2 separate regions of the Ovis aries genome follow, and region 1 is linked to region 2. Evidence: chromatin contacts called from public Hi-C data. All regions are on one chromosome and are shown on one strand. Each heading gives the region's core, a stretch centred on a gene start, on an enhancer-like site or on the middle of the called end of the contact. The rest is flanking DNA. Distances are from core to core; before and after follow the strand shown. Region 1 overlaps SPECC1 (sperm antigen with calponin homology and coiled-coil domains 1). Region 2 holds the start of TTC19 (tetratricopeptide repeat domain 19).

What was found. Hi-C and Micro-C count contacts between places; a contact is called where the count stands out from the background.
Region 1: a Hi-C map of hypothalamus shows a contact between it and region 2, with 4 times the contacts expected there. The contact joins the enhancer-like site here to the promoter of TTC19 in region 2. A contact is called at or near these places in 2 of 16 Hi-C or Micro-C datasets (hypothalamus and muscle).

The regions. Positions count from the first base shown.
Region 1 is chr11:33,417,452-33,420,381 of ARS-UI_Ramb_v3.0, forward strand. The region is part of intron 3 of SPECC1 (sperm antigen with calponin homology and coiled-coil domains 1); the gene reads right to left. Among named protein-coding and RNA genes, the nearest start is that of SPECC1, 71 kb to the right of the region's middle. Within about 2 kb of position 1,365, at least 4 of the 54 cell types and tissues checked have an H3K27ac peak or open chromatin away from gene starts, as enhancers often do. A contact at or near this core is called in hypothalamus, where this site is marked.
Region 2 is chr11:33,237,057-33,239,974 of ARS-UI_Ramb_v3.0, forward strand. It overlaps TTC19 (tetratricopeptide repeat domain 19), which reads right to left and starts at 1,370. Exons shown (of 9, transcript XM_060395474.1): 1 at 1,152-1,370; 2 at 960-1,072. The coding sequence starts at 1,320. It overlaps ZSWIM7 (zinc finger SWIM-type containing 7), which reads left to right and starts at 1,452. Exons shown (of 5, transcript XM_042256702.1): 1 at 1,452-1,569. The coding sequence starts at 1,479.

The sequences.
Region 1 (2,930 bases), core at 115-2,614, 180 kb after region 2:
GAGAGTGCCCTCCTCTGAACCACAGGTTCCCAGAGAGGAACCCTGAAAGCCACCAAACCCTGATGACCATGTACCTCTGGGAAGTACAGGTACCCTCAAAGAATCCAAGACTTTATAATAGCAGTACCAAGTTTAAAACCTCCTCACAGTGGCGTCACCCTGGACACTGCAGAAGTTAAAGCTATTCCCTGGTCAGTCAGTGATGGAGGGGTAAAGAAAATGTGGTTTACATACAAGGGAATATTATTCAGCCTTGAAAAGGCTCTCTCCTAGGGCCTGGCCATAGCCTGTGATTGGGTCTCCCTTCCATCCACTAGTCCAGTCTGCACAGCCAGCCAAAACGCTCCTTCTAAAATGAGGTCAAGTCCAGAAGAATGGATAAAGAAGAAGTGGTACACATATACAATAGAATACTACTCAGACATTTAAAAGAATGAAATAATGCCATTTGCAGAGACATGGATGGACTTAGTGTCATACTGAGTGAAATAAGTCAGACAGAGAAGGAGAAATATCGTACGACATCCCTTACATGTAGAATCTTAACGCATGATACAAAACAGAAACAGACTCACAGACTTAGAGAACGAACTTATGGTTGCCAGGGTGGGGGGAAGGGATAGTTAGGGAGTCTGGGATTGATATGTACACACTGCTATATTTAAAATGTATAGCACAGGGAACTCTGCTCAATGTTCTGTGGCAGCCTGGATGGGAGGGGAGTCTGGGGGAGAGTGGATACAGGTATATGTATGACTGAGTCCCTTTGCTGCCCATCTGAAACTAACACAACATCGTTAATTGACTAGTAGCAGTGGTATCCAACTCTTTTGCAATCCCATGGACTGTAGCCCACCAGGCTGCTGTGTCCATGGAATTCTCCAGGCAAGAATACTGGAGTGGCTAGCCATTCCCTCCTCCAGCGGATCTTCCCAGTCTAGGGATCAAACCCAGGCCTCCCGCATTGCAGGCAGATTCTTTACTGTCTGAGCCACCAGTATAGCTACCGTTAACTGGCTATACTGCAATATAAAAATAAGTTAAAAATAAAAAGTAAATAAAATGAGGTTGGGTGAGTCACTCCTCCTTCCCTCAGCCCCCAACCCCAGCTGTCTGCCCTGCACCCCTCCCACTTCGGCTGCAGCCATGTGCCTGCACTGTTCTCGTCCATGTTTGTTCATGGAGCTCCACGGATGGGGGATCTCTGTCCTGCCCCCTGAGGTTGCCCTGTTGCCTAAAATAGTGTCAGACACACAGTAGGCACTCAAAAATGTTTGTTGATCTAATTGCATGAAAGTCAAAAGGACCTCTAGTCAGAGTGGGGGCTCCCAGAACATGAGTCAGTGCGTGGACGAGGCTGCCATCTAGTGTTGGGGCCCCTTGCAGTTTTGGAAAGGGGGTACCTAAAAGGCTTAGCATCTCTTGGGGCCCTGGGATGTGCAGTTAGGGGGTATCAGGGAGGACAGCCATCTACCACCAGGGGCCATCCCATTCTCTAAGCCCATGCCCATCAGTTAAGACCAGATCTGCATCACAGACACTGGAGGGAGAAAAGGAAGAAGCAGGTGTCTGGGCTGGGCTCTGCCACAGAGATGTTATAATACTGATTCGAAATCAGTTGGGAGGAGCAAGTGTTCAGTGTAGAAATGGGCGGGCATGGAGAAGACAAAGTAACACTCGTGTGACCTCCCTGAAGTGTTGTGATCTGGGCGAAACACTGCCTTCTCCTGGAGGCTGTGGTGAGGTTGAGCGAGGCCAAAACCTGGTGCGGGGTGGGGTGGGGGAGGGTACCAGGTAGGGCCGGAACCCCTGCCCCGTCCACACCCCTCCCTGCCTTTCAGTGGTTGCTCTGGGTACTGCGATGGTGACAGGGCCCTGGGGATGCTCGGGCCTGGACATCAGAACCCAGAGACAATCCAGCCCCTTTACCAAGCTCCCCCAGCACCCAGGTTAGACAGCACATTAGCAGCAGTTGCCATCATATGATCAGTACTACCTGAAGAGTGAGCATTTCCTTCTGTGCTAGGTTTGAGGGCTCCTCCCCAAGGACAGATTAATTCCCAGCAAAGGGTACAATACAGGCTGATCACAGGTTTAACTGCTATGAGTTTAAAACCACAACACTGTATAACTGTATAATTGTTTCATGACAGGATCCCTTCCAAAATTAATATACTGGGAAAAAAACAGATTATACCATCCCACGCCATTACCGAAAACATGTCCCAAAGCCAAATGTTGAGGGCCATAAAAAGAATTCTGTCCCCTAAGTGTTTACATATAATTTATAATTACATCTTTCCTTTAGGAGGAAATCAATCACGTACTGCTAGTATTTTCCTTCTTTTCTTTAGTCTCATTTTTGTCTTTACAGCTGAATCTATAGAGAGTGGTGGCGACTCCAGTGAGCTCCTGCTGGGGGTGCCCTTTCTAACAGTGAGTCACCTCCTTGGTACCTCTCAATGGTACTGAGATATTAAAACCCACACTTATTACTAGTGCCAGAGCTCTCATTCCCCTGGTTTTCGTGCACAGAAAATAAAGACAAAGTGTGAGCTGACACTCACAGAACCACCTAACACAACTGCACAATGGCAGGGGTGCTGGCACCTGCAGCAGAGACAGACCTGCTGATGGGTGACCTGCCGGCCAGTGCTCCTAGTGGCTGGTTTGTCAGCTGATGCATGGGTCTGAATTCACAGGAATGGGGCAGACTGGGGATATGTGACCATGTACAAAAGCGCCAGCTGTACAAAAGCTGATATGAAAACATTAAGGACTACCCGCACTTAAAACCCAAAAGCTCCACAGACAAGTGCAATTTTTTAATCTAACTTGATTAAGTCAAAGGATGTAACTTCATTACAATCAAATCTCATTACATTCAGGAATTTGAATGATAACTGTTGGAATACGTTCCAAATAGCCCA
Region 2 (2,918 bases), core at 120-2,619:
AAAGGCAAGAGAAAGGAACAAGGGGTTTCCTTCAAATGGAGTCAAGAGAAGCCGCCCAAGGAAGCGACAGTTAAATTGAGGTAAAAAGAAAAACAGCCAACTAAGGAAGGAACTATGGGGGAAACTGACCCAAACAGACAGCAGGGAAGGAGCGAAGGTGCTACAGACTGAAGATAACGGACTTTCAAGAACCACTCAAACAATGAAAGTCAACAGATGTCAACTGATGGTGACTGTTACTGCCAAGTAGGGAGGCAATGGGGTGGGACCATAGGTCTCACCAGCCAGGGCAAGGAGTCTGGGTTCTACCACAAACGCTGTGACGGGTCAATCAAGGCTTGTGGGCACGGAATGACACCAGCTGATTTACATTTAAATGATCCAGTTGCTGTCAAGCCTGGATGGCAGGGGGCAACAGGGCAGACAAGACTGCAGGCTGTGGCAGCGTGGCCAGGGCGACAGGAGGAGACACCGAAGAGGCGACAGGTTCGAGATTTTGGATTTGGTGGCAAAATACAAAAATTCGTTGCTGGATTCTTGGTATATGGGAGGTGGTAGGTAGGTACCACACAAGTTCTCAGAATGGGGCAGACTACAGAAAAGAAGAGGTACTGAGGGAAGGGGTCGGAGGGGTGCCTAAGACCACAGGTTCGTTTGGGTCAGCTGAAGCCTCAAATAGAGTTGGCATGCGGGCCGCACCTGCCGTGTGCGGGCACTCGGGTGGACGCGGTGGGCATGAGGCGGCGGTCAGCGCAAAGGAGGAGACCCGGCACCCCGGGAAGAGGGGAAAACGTTCAGGAAGAAGAGGCCCGCCTCGCTCCCCTCAGCCTGTGCGCACTTCTCCCCGCGCTCGCAACCTCGCAACCGGCAGCGCCGCCTCCACCTGCGCCCAACGCACGGACCCCACGACTCCGTCCACCCGGGTCCCCGTAGTCGAGGGACGTGCTGCAGCCCCTCACCTTGGCTCGCTTCAGCAGCTGGATGATCTCGGCTTCGGCGTCCCCGGCTGCAGCCCCGCCCGCGCCCCGTCGCTCCTGCTCCGCCGCCGCGGGCCTCGAGGACCAGGCGAGCGCTGCAGGAAGGGGCACTGAGGTCACCGTGCTCAGCCCAACCAGCCCGGCCCGCCCGGCCCGCCGGCCTGCACCCCTCACCTGCCAGCAGCGGCAGTAGGCCCGAGCCTCGGCCGCGCGGCGCCCCTCGGCACGGCGGCGCCCGAACTCCCGGCGGCCCGGGCAGCAGGCACACCGGGTAGCAGCGGCCCCGCCGTTCCGCCACCCGCAACAGACCTCGGGCCAGGCCCACAGCCAGACGCCGGTACATGGCCCCCAGAGCGTCCTCTGCGCACTGCGGCCACGGGCTCCGGAAGTCCCGCCCCTGGCGCCGAACGCCCGCCGATTGGCCGGACCGCCCGCATGCGCCGGGACGCAAGTCTACGTCACCTCGCCTTCCTCCCCTGCCCCGGAGAACGCGGGACCGCCATGGCGGCTCCGACTGGGCCTCTCACGTTACCAGCTGTGGTGGAGGAGCTGCTGAGCGAGATGGCGGCGGCTGTGCGGGACGGCGCGCCGAGTATGGGCGGGGGCGCGGGAAGCAGCGCCGGCGGGACGGGGTTCGGGGGTCCGGGCCCACTGGGGAGGTCTCCGCCCTCTTAACTCGCCTGTAGCCCTTCCTTCCCGCGGTCTGTGTTTGTTCCAAAAGGTTCCCCTCCTGACCTCTGTGCACGAGTGACTGTTTCAGGGCCCCAGATGCAGGACTTGAGGGGTCTGGACGCTGTGGCTGTGCCTTTATTCCTCTGACCAGCAGAGGACGCTCTGTGACCAGACTCCCCTGGCCGCAAGCGCACGGGGCCAGAGCGCGTCCCCGTTAGAGCTGGCGCCACCGCCGCCATCTGAATGACCATCCAAAACATCGGTTAGGCTTCAGTGAACCTTGCTGGTTCACTTGGGCGGCGTTTGTTTGCAAAGGACCGCACTTTGAAAAGGATTTACCTTGACTTGTTTTTTAAAGAATTGAGAGGAGGAAGCCAACTTTTCTCATTTCAGTTAAATCTAAAGCAGTACATGTGCTTAAAAGATGAGGCGAGCCAGGTATTCGAACATCCTCTAATCCCAAAAAGCTTGGGGGAGAAACCAGTCTGTTGACAGCTCAAACAGTGGTTGCCAGAAAGGGTTGTGTGTGAAGAGCACAGTGTGAGAGTCTTGAAGGGGGCGCCCCTGAGGCTTGGGGCTCATAGAGACTACTATCACCGATTCACGTTTTTCAGAGCCATTTTCTTCTAGTTAAAAATCTTTGTTCTTAGACAGTCATACACTCTTCCTGAGCCCCCTCCTTCGACGATAATTTTCTTTAGATCAGTATTCTGAGTTTACACTTATATGATGTAAAATATAGTCACAGCTGAGCCATGTAGTAAGTGATGACTACTTCTTTACTGTAACTTTTTGCTTCCTCTCAAAACTGTCATGATTGCATTTGTTTGGTTGTTTACTTTTCTATATGTTTATCCCTAATTCAATAACTTCCTTTTAGCTCAGATGGTAAGGAATCTGCCAGCAATGTAGGAGACCCAGGTTTGATCCCTGGGTCAGGAAGATCCCCTAGAGAAAGAAATGGCAACCCACTCCAGTAGTCCTGCCTGGAGAATTCCATGGACAGGAGCCTGGCGGGCTACAGTCCATAGGGTCGAAAAGAGTCAAACATGACTAAGTGGCTAACACAAACACACACACATCCATAATTCAACTTCAAACTCTTAGCAGTGTTCTGAATCCTCTACTCAAGATGCTGAGGTGTTTTGTCCATTTCATTTTCTTCTAGAGCTTCCAGGGTGCTCTCCTGAGATCTCCCCCACCATTACTGTCTAGGGAATTCCCTTTACCTACTTTGAGCCTTAATGTTTTGTATACTGTACAGTTTTC